2 separate regions of the Arabidopsis thaliana genome follow, and region 2 is linked to region 1. The links are chromatin contacts, called in public capture Hi-C maps. All regions are on one chromosome and are shown on one strand. The core of a region is the stretch at or near the end of the contact, and the rest is flanking DNA. Distances in the headings are between cores, read along the strand shown. Region 1 holds the start of PFA-DSP4 (Phosphotyrosine protein phosphatases superfamily protein). Region 2 holds the start of AT4G04320 (malonyl-CoA decarboxylase family protein).

What was found. Capture Hi-C pulls out chosen DNA fragments and counts their contacts.
Region 2: a capture Hi-C map of seedling shows a contact between it and region 1, with 2.9 times the contacts expected there. The contact joins the promoter of AT4G04320 here to the promoter of PFA-DSP4 in region 1. A contact is called at or near these places in 1 of 26 Hi-C or Micro-C datasets (root) and 1 of 3 other capture datasets (seedling).

The regions. Positions count from the first base shown.
Region 1 is chr4:1,885,168-1,891,822 of TAIR10.1, forward strand. PFA-DSP4 (Phosphotyrosine protein phosphatases superfamily protein) reads left to right here and starts at 2,295. Exons shown (of 5, transcript NM_116634.4): 1 at 2,295-2,699; 2 at 2,908-3,001; 3 at 3,326-3,383; 4 at 3,497-3,540; 5 at 3,627-4,088. The coding sequence starts at 2,506. The coding sequence ends at 3,833. AT4G03965 (RING/U-box superfamily protein) reads left to right here and starts at 4,193. Exons shown (of 1, transcript NM_148213.4): 1 at 4,193-5,245. The coding sequence starts at 4,409. The coding sequence ends at 5,038.
Region 2 is chr4:2,110,020-2,116,674 of TAIR10.1, forward strand. AT4G04320 (malonyl-CoA decarboxylase family protein) reads left to right here and starts at 3,322. Exons shown (of 15, transcript NM_116670.5): 1 at 3,322-3,629; 2 at 3,863-3,945; 3 at 4,017-4,107; 4 at 4,203-4,329; 5 at 4,416-4,581; 6 at 4,702-4,846; 7 at 4,930-5,020; 8 at 5,102-5,160; 9 at 5,238-5,315; 10 at 5,444-5,527; 11 at 5,619-5,794; 12 at 5,881-6,009; 13 at 6,094-6,166; 14 at 6,249-6,334; 1 more. The coding sequence starts at 3,546. The coding sequence ends at 6,506. It overlaps RbcX1 (Chaperonin-like RbcX protein), which reads right to left. Exons shown (of 6, transcript NM_116671.3): 6 at 6,534-6,655.

The DNA of each region.
Region 1 (6,655 bases), core at 1,045-3,544:
ATTTCACAATCAATAAATGTAAGATCAATATGATTATTATTGGTTCTCAACAAAATATCTTTAAGAATCCAAACATGAATTTTTTCACATCTAAGACATCTGTGAAAATAGTCGGATAGATGATATCTTTTTTACTGTGTCTATTGCTTTTAGTAAGACAGAAGCCATATTTCTGAATCTTTTGATTAGCCAGGTCACGATCATATATGTTCTCCTCTTCTGCCAAAATCCAAACAACACAAACTTTAGACGTGGCAGAAATCAGCATTTATTTCTAACAATAATTGGAAAAACTAAAAAAATAGAAAAATATTTCGAGTTTTAGCTAGAGAATGAAACAAATAATCAAAACGAAAACTAAAAGAAATAAGGTGTCTGTAAACGCTAAAATATTTCATACCTTTGTGTTGGGTGATGGTAAATGGCGTGGTGGTGCATAGTATTTATAGGGACAACTAATAGGTTACTAACCCGCATCTATTAAATAGAAAATATTCCCTGAAGCAAGATATTTGGAAGAAAATCTATGAATTCGATAGATTTTGAGGAATATACTATTGTTATGCGTTTTTAATTTTTTATGCGGCATTATTATGTTTCTTTAAATGGTTTTTGTGTAGATTATGTAGAGGATAAAATATGAAATCCGAATTGGTGAGTTATTACTTGATTTTAGTAAAAAACGGAATTGATTTTTATGGAGAAGAAACATTAGTTAGTTTCTTAAAATCTGTTTTGTAGGGATATATTGCAATGTATGAATTTCAAAAATGGATATGATTTGTTTGGAAGAAATCGTGGAGTTAATATGGAGAGATTTTAGGAAATAATTTTGATAGAGACGATTAAGATGGCAAGACGTTAAGGAAATCATAAATTGTGATTAGCAAAAGAATTAATTACGTTTATTAAAGATTGACTAAGATTGCCTATTGTTGTTGGAATTAATTAAGAAAAATATAGGAGAATATATGTGATACCAAAAACATATTAAAACAAATGAATGTTAAATCTGGCAGATTTTGAATCAAATCATATTTTATCCTCTACATAGTCCCAATCGTAATTTCTTTGAAAACAGAATGATTCTGAATGGTTTAGAATAGGAATATGCTTGAGTATCATAAGTGCAAAATAATAATCAAAATGCCGTATTTAGATTTTGATTTGATTCTGAATCAAACTGTCGAGATATGGTAAATGTATTTACCCTTATTTTTACGCTTGTACATGTAAAACAGAAAGATTTGGGTGGTTTATAAGATGGAATATTGCGGGATTTAGATTATATCTTGACTGGCAAGCAAATAGTAAAAGATTTTGTAGTTAAGGTGATATACGTAAATCAGGATACATAATTGCTATGAATGAGGAGTGGAGAGAATATATGATTCGATCGGATAAATTTTTTGGAAGGCAATAATCAATAACAATTTGAATAATATTATAGTTGGCGAAATTTAATTTGCGAGGTGATATATTGGAATTTTGAATTGATGATGATTTGTAGAATGTGTAAAAATATATTGACTATACCATATGTAAGATTATATGATAAATAGAGGGTTCTTTTAAGGTTTATGGAATTAATGCATGATTAATAATCGTTTAACTTATAGAAATGTGATATCGAAATACGAATATTTGGTAAGAGTGTAGTAAATATTTAGAGATTTTGGAATGAAGTAAGTAAAGATATGGTTAGTTATTTGGTTGTTCGGATTTTTAAGAAATATTATTTCGTGTAATATTGAATTAGTAGAGATTTAAGGGATTAATGTGTGCAATTTATGAGGGTAGTGCAAAATAATATTTTTGTTTAGGTAATTAATTAGTGCAAAACGTGAATAGTTCATCAAAAATTTGGTCATTGTCCTAACGCAGACAATCTTGTCTGATTGATTTTATAGGGACTAAACATACAATATCGAAATTGAAAAAGAATTTTTCGACACAAATCTTTCCCAAAATTGTATATGTAGATAATTTATAAATTTGTTATCACTATCTTCTAAGAAATCTGTCAACCAAAAAAGTATGATATAAAAAATCTGTCGTATTTAAAAAATTCTACTGAATAAGAATAAATCTGGTATAACTAAATGATAGACTTTTGTAAAATCGCTAGAAATTTTTTTAAAGAATATTTTGTATTTATTTTATTTTTAACACATGAAAAAAATATTTTAAACAAAAAAAACAATTTAATTCCAATATTTTAGAAAATATTCTAATAATTAATCTCATTACTTAAGTTAACCCCTAAATATGTTACGTTTTAAAACTATCTAAGCACGTTCTAATACACATCATACATCATACAGAAACACATATATTCCTCCGTGCTGTAACACGGGTCTGATCTTAGTAAAATAGTGGAGAGAAGAATATTCTTCTGGATACCTTTTAATATTCCCCAAAACTTCTGAATCTTCTTCTCAATTTTTCTCGACATTTTCTCATCGAAAGCTCTCTTCCTTTCCCTTTTTGGCGCTCAATACAATCATGACGTTAGAGAGTTACGCCGGCGATGTTCACACGGTACCACAATCGGAGAACTCGATGGAGGAGAGAGGCGGCGGTGAGCTTTTCGTGCCACCTCTTAACTTCGCTATGGTCGATAATGGAATTTTCCGTTCTGGTTTTCCTGAACCCGTCAGTTTCAGCTTTCTCCAGTCTTTGCGTCTCAAATCCATCATGTAATTTCTCTTAATCTCATTCTCTTAGTCCTTAATTAGGTCAGCTTCGTCGTCCTGTATCGCAAATAGTCGCTGATTTAGTTGATATGGAGATATAATTATAGCTAGGGTTTTATAGAATGTTTCTGTTATAGTGAAATGTGAAATGGTCAAAAGAATTAGTCTCTAATCTATGATTATTGTTTTGAATGTGTATTGTGATCTATAGATATTTGTGTCCTGAGGCATATCCAGAGGTGAATAGAGAGTTTGCAAAATCAAATGGGATCCAAGTTTTTCAATTTGGAATTGAAAGATGCAAGGTGAGATTGGTGGTGATACTAATTATTTACTTTTTCTTACTCTCGTTATCGATGTTTTTGAAGCTTTGAATCACCTCTTCTTAGTTTCATAGTCTGTGGTTATCTATGATTGTTTCAATATCTCATATTGGTGGAATGATGAGTCTGAATCTCATAAGAATGGATCATAACTTCATAAGCTTATTCTAGGTTGTTGCTTCTGTAAAAACTTGTGTTTAATCTTCTTGTTTAGCATTTGATTAGATAGAGCTATGCAAAGATGATGAATGTAACATATTCTGTGCTTGTGGACTGATAAGTTGATTGTTCTCTTTGTGTTTTAAGGAACCATTTGTTAATATCCCTGACGAGGTAATCCGAGAAGCCTTACAAGTACTTCTAGGTACCCTCTCTTGTCTCTCTATAACCTATTTTCATCGAGAAATGTAATTGTTTAGATTATCAAAAGATTCAAAACCATCTAATCCTTGACTCTTATCTTGCCTTATTAACCAGATACAGAGAATCATCCTGTCTTGATTCATTGCAAAAGTGGAAAGGTAAACTGAGACATCTCTCATCTGCTTAACCCTAGTCACGATATGATCGAAGTAATCCTTATATCTTGTCTCTCTATCCGTTGCAGCATCGGACGGGATGTCTTGTAGGTTGTGTGAGGAAGATTCAAAGATGGTGTTTGTCTTCTATCTTCGACGAGTACCAAAGATTCGCAGCTGCGAAAGCTAGAATCTCAGACCAGAGATTCATGGAGCTCTTTGACATCTCCAATCTAAAGCATACACCACTTTCCTTCTCATGCTCCAAGAGGTATACTAATACTATTGATTACTGAAGAAAAAAATGTATAACTTTGTGTTGAATGCAACTTGTAGTTTTGAAGCTAGATGAAAATGGGAGATTTTGATCTTTCAATAAAAGTCCGTTTATTCCAAATCAAATAAATAAAAATTGGATCGGATGGTTGTAGAAAAATAAGAGACACTCCTTTAATCCTTTTAAATGCTATCATGTAGAACAAGTTTGTCATAAATGTTGGTACTATATTGTTATTTTTTGTATTCAAGTGTATCCAACTTGGTAATGTTCAATCTAAAAACGAATTACCAAATTACATAGTATCAGTTTTTCAGAACTCAATCATAGCAAAAATTAATACAAGAAGACTTCAAATTAAAAGTGAAACGTTTGGTATTAATTCGTGTTTTTCAATTTAAAGAGAGAATAATATAATAATGACTTCAATCGTAATTCGGACGTAACCGAAAAAAGCTTTAAAACCCAAAGCAATACACGAATTCCAAAACACTTCACACTCTCTTCAATGGCGGAAATTTTCTTCAGAATCCTTTCTTGTTTATTTTTCTCGTAATCCTCTCTTCTTTTAAAGCGTCTGTAGCTGAGTCGACAATGAGTCAACTCGGTGTTGAAACTAGTCAAGCCCAGCCGGAGACGCCACAGTCAACGACATTTCTCGATTTGCTCCGACTCCAAATGGACGGTCTCGATCGAAGTAGGAGAAGGAAACGAACTCTTAAAGAACGGCTAGGATTCAAACGAATTGGATGCTGTGGACCAACTTGGGGTCTCCGGTTAACAAGTAACACTGGCGAAGACGACGACGAGCCATTTGAAAACCGGCTTGTTTCCGGGTCGGATCATGTAACGGGTCCGTTAAATCAAGGTATGAATCTCGCAACGGCGTTAGCAGCGGAGAGAAATTACCGAACGGAGGAAACGGAAGCATCAGGGAGTTTAACGCCGTTAAAAGTGTCGTTAATGAGATTGCTCGAAGAAACGGCGGAGAGAGTCGTCGTTGAAGAGAATGAAACGGAGAGAGTAACGGCGTCGGCGTCGTCGACGGTTAGAGGAGTTAATAATGATTCGGTGTGTTGCGTGTGCATGGGAAGGAAGAAAGGAGCAGCGTTTATCCCATGTGGACATACTTTTTGCAGAGTGTGTTCTCGAGAGGTGTGGCTTAATCGAGGATCGTGTCCTCTTTGTAACCGTCCGATCATCGAGATCCTCGACATTTATTGATTACTGAATCCTACGGCTCAAATTAGTCCGGTTGCACGTGAGTTCAGTGAGGTGGTGTGTGCCTAGAGATTCACGAGTGTTACGTACGAAATTTAATCACGGTGTCTATGTTTTCTCTTATTGGAATTTGGAGTATCATTCATTATCAGAGATCAAAAGTAATTCAAGATTTTTTTTCATATATAGTGAAAGAGTAATGATGATGCTAAGTTGCTAACACATCTTCAAAATCAAGAGCGTAATCGCCAAAGTTAAAAAATCGAAAACCAGTACATAGGCATGTGATAGTACCCGAAACCGACCCCAAACCAAAAAACCCAATAAATAACGGAACCAAAGCCAAATCTGAATTTTTAAATTATCCATTATCCTAAACCACACTATCCAAAAAAATTCGAACCGAACCTAAACCAAACCTAAACTGAATCTAATATTCCTCAGTATCCGAATACAAATCTAAACTTAAAAATATTAGTTAAGATATATTTTCGTAATACCTTAAATATCCAAAATTAAAATTAGAGAATATTGCATACTCAGACACTTTTCATAACTTTAGACGTGTTTCGACACTTTAAAATCATCAGGCACTTTGCCTTGGCAAAGTTACTCTATTACCCTAACCGGTTGTTTTCAAACCAAATCCGCATTAACCAAAGAGATCCCTTAACCAACCCACTCGTCGAATTTGCAGTTACCTTACCCTATTTGACTTTTGAAGACTTTTTCAGTAGCGTAAAAACCTAATCCAGTAAAAAACTGCAAATTACTGTTTGTTGTAGAAGACGAATCCGGCGACATCATCCTCTTCAGTTTTTCCGGTGACTCTGTTCGCTCAGACGACGACGCAGACGATTTTCCGGTGACCCTGTTCGCTCAGACGAAGACGCAGACGACGACGACTTCTAATTTCGCTCACAAACCCTAAATTCTCTCCAACTTCTCCGTCACTGTCCACCACCATTGTTGCACACGACTTTCTCTCTTCTGAAGACTCCACCGGTATTTCCCCCAAATTTCTCTTTGTTCTTATATCGAATTGGATTTATGTTTCATGTAAAATTTGAATTGTCGAAACTCTAAAACAGTTATACTTGGCTGTTTGATTATTATTTTCTAGTTTCTATCTTCGGTTTTCGCTTCTCGTTTTTCGTATTTAAGTTACAAACTCATTTGATTGACAAAACCATATACTCTGTTTATGAATTTTGCTCACTCTTGTTGCGATTACTCGTAAAGCCTTAACCTTTTTGGGTTTCTTTCACTTACTAGTATTTGTTAGGTTATTCCACTTCACCTTGATCCTATGATTATTCTCCCATGTTTAGCTTTTTACTTATAGTGGTTGTGTCTGTCTGTTGTTTTTTTGGATTTTAGGTTCATTTACGGGCCTAAATACTCACCAGAGTGTTCTCCAAGTTCAGGTAAGCTACCACCAATATGACTCAGTGTGTTATGATCTTACAGTTAATAATTAGCACTCGCCCTTTTTGTGGACAGGGCACTGAATCAATTCACATTGTGTTATGATTTTACAGTAACTAATCTTGGTTTACTCACTGATTGTTTGGCATTTTCAACTTTGGCAGTTATCTTAAACATGTTGGATATGGTCTG
Region 2 (6,655 bases), core at 2,072-4,571, 230 kb after region 1:
ATACAGTCAAATGATAATAAGTCATCTAACAAGCCATCTATTATTAGACAAAGACAATAACGACATCTAGCAACATACATATAAAAATACAGAACATCAATCAAGTGATTAGACAAAAACAATCATGAGACAAACTATGTGTAACAAAGGCAAGCATATAAACAATTACAGAGACTAAAAAGAAGTCATTAACATAGAAAGACGAAATCTAACAAAATAACAAACATAGAAACATAAATTTTTAAATATCAGACAAACATAGCAACATTAACTAGTTACGAAAGAGTAAAGAAGAAGCCACCAACTAGTTTCAAGAAACACGACATCTACCAAGTAGCATCAAACTCCACATGAAGCCATATACTATGTCAAAATACCATTAGCCTTATTTCAAGGTCAATAAACATTATACAGAAAATCGACAACTAGCAACAAACATTACAAAATACAGAATATCATACAACTAATGATCATACAAAGATAATGAAAAAATTACGAAGAAGAGGAAGACTTTAGTACCTGTGAATGATACTTCGAGTTCTCTGATGGAGGAGACGCTGCAAAATTGCTAATAAGGGTTTCTAGTTTGCTTAGTGGGGGTATATATATATATATAGGATTTGTGAATCATGGCTCGCAAATTTCGGAGATCGCCGCTGAGTAGTGGAGAAATCGAAGAAAGGAAAGTGAATTAGGGTTCTAAGTCTCAGAAATGCTTATATATGTTCGGGTTAGTTCGGATGGGGTTCGATTATCGGGTAATAACCGATTGGGTACGGGTAACCAAAGACATGAAATCTATAAACCGATCGGGTTATTAATAGAATCCATACCCGTACTGAACCCCTTAATTCGGGTCGGGTTCGGGTTCGGGGATCGGGTATGGGTAATGTGCCCAGTCCTATTCTCAATTATAGATGTGGAGAAACCTTATTGGAATTATCCTCATAATATATTTTTGGAGTCCCAGTCAAGAATGTCACTGAACCAGAAATTTGAATCCGGCATGCCACTTTTTGATCTGTATGCCACTTTATATGTGTTATTCCTATTTTACCCTTAATGAATAATTTTTTATTTAATTTCAAAAATAAAATAAAAATAAGAAAAACATAAATATTCTATATATAAACCCTACAAAAACGTTGGATTTAATTTAGTGACTGTATTTACTCAACATATGGACCCCACTAAAAAATATTTTATCTTTTTGCGGTAGAAGATACTCGTAGTTATACCGTTGTACCATCGTATTCATAGTTGAACTTTCCACAATTTTCATAATTTACAGTTGAATTAGAAGGTAAATAATTAATTATAAGTTGAACGCACACTTTTTCTCTATTATTTTGTATTTCCAAAGTTTTCATAATATGACATCGGTGAAAACTTGGTTTTTTACCTATTTTACTTCATATAAGGTGCTCATAGACTAAATGTTTCTTATATTAGAAGGGGTGTTTTATATGAAAACAAAATTGGATTTTAGAAAATATTAAATTTTATTGCATTGATCTAAAATTATTTATTTATAATTTGGGATATTCGTATATAATTTTACATGTATAATAAATTATCAATTTTACAAATTTAATCATTTTAACGTTATTTAGTTGAACTAGTTGAACTAATTATATTAAATGTTACCACGAAAACCAAAGAAAGACATTTGAACTAGCTCAACTAAATAAATTAAAAAGTACCACGAACACAAATACATATATGTTTTTAATCTAATCCAATAAGTTGAACTAGTTGAATTGTTCATACAAATCCGAGAAATACAAATTCAAAATACATGAATTAATTTTTTCATGTGCAACAAATTGTTCAAGTGTATCCCAGGCATAGTCTTGTTCTTCCTCTTACGACGCTTTTCTCTGGTTGATGGAAACCAGTTTTTTTTTTTTTTTAACCATTTTTTGGTGTATAAATTCAATTGGCTCTGTCGACTCGGGAAAAACCATCTCTGGTCGGCTCATCCATTTCGGCAGCCGTCGATTCTCAGGTGATGTGTCTTCCTCCATCGATATTGTTGGATCGAAATCTAGATCGATATCTCGATATTTACTTTGTCCACTCTGGAAACGTTCCTCCTTTAGAGATACCATCTCCGGTCGACTCATATATTTCATCGGTCGCTTTTTCTTCCGTCGCAACGTCTTCTTTTCTTTACAAGCGCTTTGTTTGTTCTACTCTGTCTATAGATCTCGATTGAAGAAAGTGAATGAACGAAACAAAAATGGCTGTTTAGATATTTGCAATGGTAGTCAGTACAATGTAGTAACTGAATCGCGTTGCTCCCCAAACCAATCCATTGTTGCATAATAAAATGGTATAACTGAAATTGGTTCAATTGATCTAGTTCAAATGGTTCAACTGATCTAGTTCAAATAGTTCAACTGATCTAGTTCATCTGGTTCAATCGAACGAGTTCAACTTATATAGTTCAAATTGTTCAATTGAATAAGTTCCAATCGATTTTTCGGGCGTATGATATGAGTAAATTTGGAAAATGCCTTTTTTATGAGTTTTTATTTGAAAAATACTATATCCTACTTTATATATAAAATTAATAAAATAACCTCATTATAATTTAATATAATTAAAACTTTAAACAGAAAAAATCCATAAGTTAATATTTGATTTAACTATAATTTAAAAGATAATTCTTATCTTAAATATTTTAAACAAAATTTTGTCCAAAATAATATATATAAACTATATTTATTTCAAAACTATATTTATTTCAAACTATATGTATTAAGTGATAAACTTTAAAATAATATATATAAACTATATTTATTAAGTGATAAACTTTAAAATATATTTAGATATTAAATTGTTAAATTTTAATATAAATAGATAAATAAACTATATTTATTTCAAAAATAATTAAAAATGTTATCAACAACTAAAACATATTTCGAATAATACATACATTTCGAATTTATCAATAGAGATTTTTAAAAAAAAATCTATTACTTATATTTCAAAATTTATTTAATTTTAATTTTTTTCTTCTAAATATGAATCCTGTTTTTATTTATTAAGAATAATGCTTTTAAATTTGGATAAAACTGTTACTTTACATATTAAAAATATAGTATTATTTGGGCCAAGTTAATTATTTTATTGTACTTGGGTCGGATTATTTTAGTTGGATCTGTATATTTTAATTTTTTAAAAAGTTATTTGGATATTTACATCAGTTTTAATTATAAAAAAAAATAAAATTATAAAGAATAAGTGGCATTCGTGATTATTATTTTGGAGAAAGTGACATTCCTGCCATTTATTCAAATTTTTGTGGCAAGTGAAGCGACAGGTAAAGTAAAACCGACGCCGTTTTAAAAGCCAGTGCCTTTACGCTATCCGTTGAAAAGGGAATACAAAGTCTCGATTTTTTTTTCCGATACTTGAACGGCCAGATTTTAAGGTTCCTGTCATGTCTGATTGCGAAATCGCTTTTTTCTTCTTCCTGAGTTCCTTTTTTTCTCCGATGAAATTTTAACCGTGATGATGATGATCATAATGAAACAGATATGAGCAAGAAAAATCTAGCGATTCTGTTGCGTGCTAGAATGAGATCCAACAATCCCTCCAAATTTTCCCTCTCTCAATTTCCTGTAAGCTTTTCTTTTTCTCTGTTTGAATTTTTTGGATAATTTTGCGATTCTGTCCAAATTCACACAATTTGTAATCATGGGCAATGAAAAGTTTACATCTTTTGATGAAAAAGAGAGAGAGAGAGTGAGAAATTGGCTATGGCTTTAATCGGAGCTTGAATGTTTTTAAGAAGATAAGAATATAATAAGGCTAATTTGACTCTATAATAATGGTTTGTTGACTTTGTTGTCAGAAGGAAATTCAATCTAATCCTCAAGAGAATCATTCTAGAGATCACATTGTGCAAAATTCTAATGATTTTGGTACCACTGGAAGGTAATTTCTCATTGTAGATATTGATTTAGCACCATTGATCTTTGCAGTAGTGAGTTTGGTTTTTGTTTTAGGGTTTATGATGTTGTTCGAGAGACAATGCACTCAGCTATCTCAGCTAGTAAAACTGGTGTATTAGACATTACTCTTAATGATTTTCAAGAGGTAAAACTATCTTCACATTGTTGTTTCTTGATTCTGATCTTTGATGTGTTTAACCTTTTCAATCTGATTACATATATGGTTAAAAATGCTTATAGGGTTACTTTAGCCTTTCGCTTGAAGACCGCGAGAAGTTACTGCTTGTTTTAGCCAAGGAGTATGATGTTAACCGAGAGCAAGTCCGAGAACTTGTTAAGCAATATCTTGGACTTGAAACTCCAGCTAGTGAGAGTCATTCTTGTGCCATTCTTGTTTTTTCTTGTGTGATTCTTCGTTACATTCTCCATTGATGGGCGAGTACTTTTCTTTAGGTGATGATGATAAGGGGGCTTTATCTTCTGTTTTCTATCGCATTGAGAGGAATCTGAGGCATGCTCTTAGGCCAACATATGAAGTTTTATTTGAGAGGTTGAATACACATCCTGGAGGGTTGAGATTTTTGTCCATCCTCCGAGCTGATCTTCTGTCGATACTCTCGTAATGTTTCTTGTCCTCTTGTTATGTGACTGGAAACTCAAATATTTGAAGATAGTTTCGAATCAGTTGGTAAAACATTTCCGGTTGTATCTGACACTGATGGTTGTTTCTAATGTATAGAAAAGAGAACACGCCGTCTTTGCGAACATTAGATTCTTTTCTGAAGGAGAAACTCGGTATGTGGCTTAGTCCTGCCACTTTAGAGCTTCATCAAATTACTTGGGATGATCCTGCTTCATTGCTTGAGAAAATTGTTGCATATGAGGTATGCAGTACTAGTCTCCATTATAGTAATCTCAGCTATTTCAGAATGTTAAAAGTTTTGTCTAATAACGCATTATTTATAAGGCGGTGCATCCAATCAGCAACCTCTTGGATCTTAAAAGAAGATTGGGAATAGGCCGTCGATGCTTTGGATATTTTCATCCATCTGTTCCTGGTTAGTTACTTTCTCTGGACTCATGTCTCTTTGATTGTAAGTTGACCACATTCTTTGATCATTCTATGTCGTTACTCTCAGGTGAGCCACTTATTTTTATAGAAGTTGCTCTTATGGAGACTGTTGCTCAGACAATTCAGGTCAAACTAATCTTGATACTATTCGGTATAGTTTAGATTCTATAGCTATGTGTCTAAAAAATTCATTGGCGTTGCAGGAAGTTTTGTGGGACAATCCTCCCATACCAGAGAACCAAGCAACATGCGCTTTATTTTACTCTATTTCTTCAACTCAGGTATGTGCACACTCTTCCTTCATATCTGTAGTTCTTACATTTGTTCTCGTTGATTTTCACATTTTCTATTCATTTCGTGGTTCTGATGAAAGCTATGGCTTTATGACTTCTGTCTTATGTATTTGCAGCCTGGCTTAGCTGGGATAAACCTCGGAAAATTTCTGATCAAACGAGTGATTACGTTGGTGAAAAAAGACATGCCACATGTTTCTGTGAGTACTTTGACTAATTTGTATGCAAATCTTGTTACAGGTCTAAAAGTTTGTATCTGCTTGCTCAACAAAACTGTTCTTTTTGTTGCAGACATTTGCAACACTTAGCCCCATTCCTGGATTCATGCAATGGCTCCTCTCGAAGTTATCATCTCAGTCAAGATTTGCTGAAGATGAGCGTGGTACACAGAGCAATTCGCCTTCATCTACGTTTAGTGAGAAAGTATTACTACCAGAAGAGGAACATGCCCTCATGACTCTATCAGAGTAAGATTTTCTTCATGCCCTTATGTTCTTATCTGTTATATAGAAAATCAAGTTCAAGTCATCAACTCAGTGATCTTTTTATGCAGTGAATCTTCATCCGGTAGCAACGGTATGGAAGTTCTGTTGAATTTGCTATCAGTAAAGAACTGCGATTGGGCTACTTCGCCTCGCCTATTACCAGTTTTAGAACCTATTCTTATGCGGTTATGTGCTAGGTATGTTCATTCTTGGAGGAGATGTAATGGTTATATATGAATCATATAGGCATAACTTTCAATGGTCTTTCTTGATTTTGATAGGTACCTCTTGCAAGAGAAGAAGAGAGGAAAAGCTTTAGACTCTGTTGCTAACTTCCACTTGCAAAATGGAGCGGTAAGTCCAGTGAATGACGATAGGTTTTAGTTAATAGAGTGATTGAGATTGATAAGCTTTCATGTTTTGATACGTTACATAGATGGTTGAAAGAATAAATTGGATGGCGGATCGATCAGAGAAAGGTATTCGTCAAAGTGGAGGCATTATGGTAAACTATGTCTATAGGTAAAGTAAACTTTGTACTTTAAATTATTCAGCTACGAAGCTTTCATTTTTGTTGGTCCTAAACCCATCTTATTCGATTCATGACAGGTTAGAGAATATCGAAGACTATGCTCAATCGTATTTTGGGTCGGGCAAAATCCATGCCTCTCCCGGTATCCATTCCCGTCTCTAGGTAACTCCGCAAAGAAAATCGGGTTTTGATCGATTTGCAGGTAAAAAAAACTAAGGTATCAAAACCTGGGAGTAACATAGCACAATGGTATGTATATGTATGTACAAACGGTTTCAAGTGTGTATACTCTCAAGACTCTATATATATGA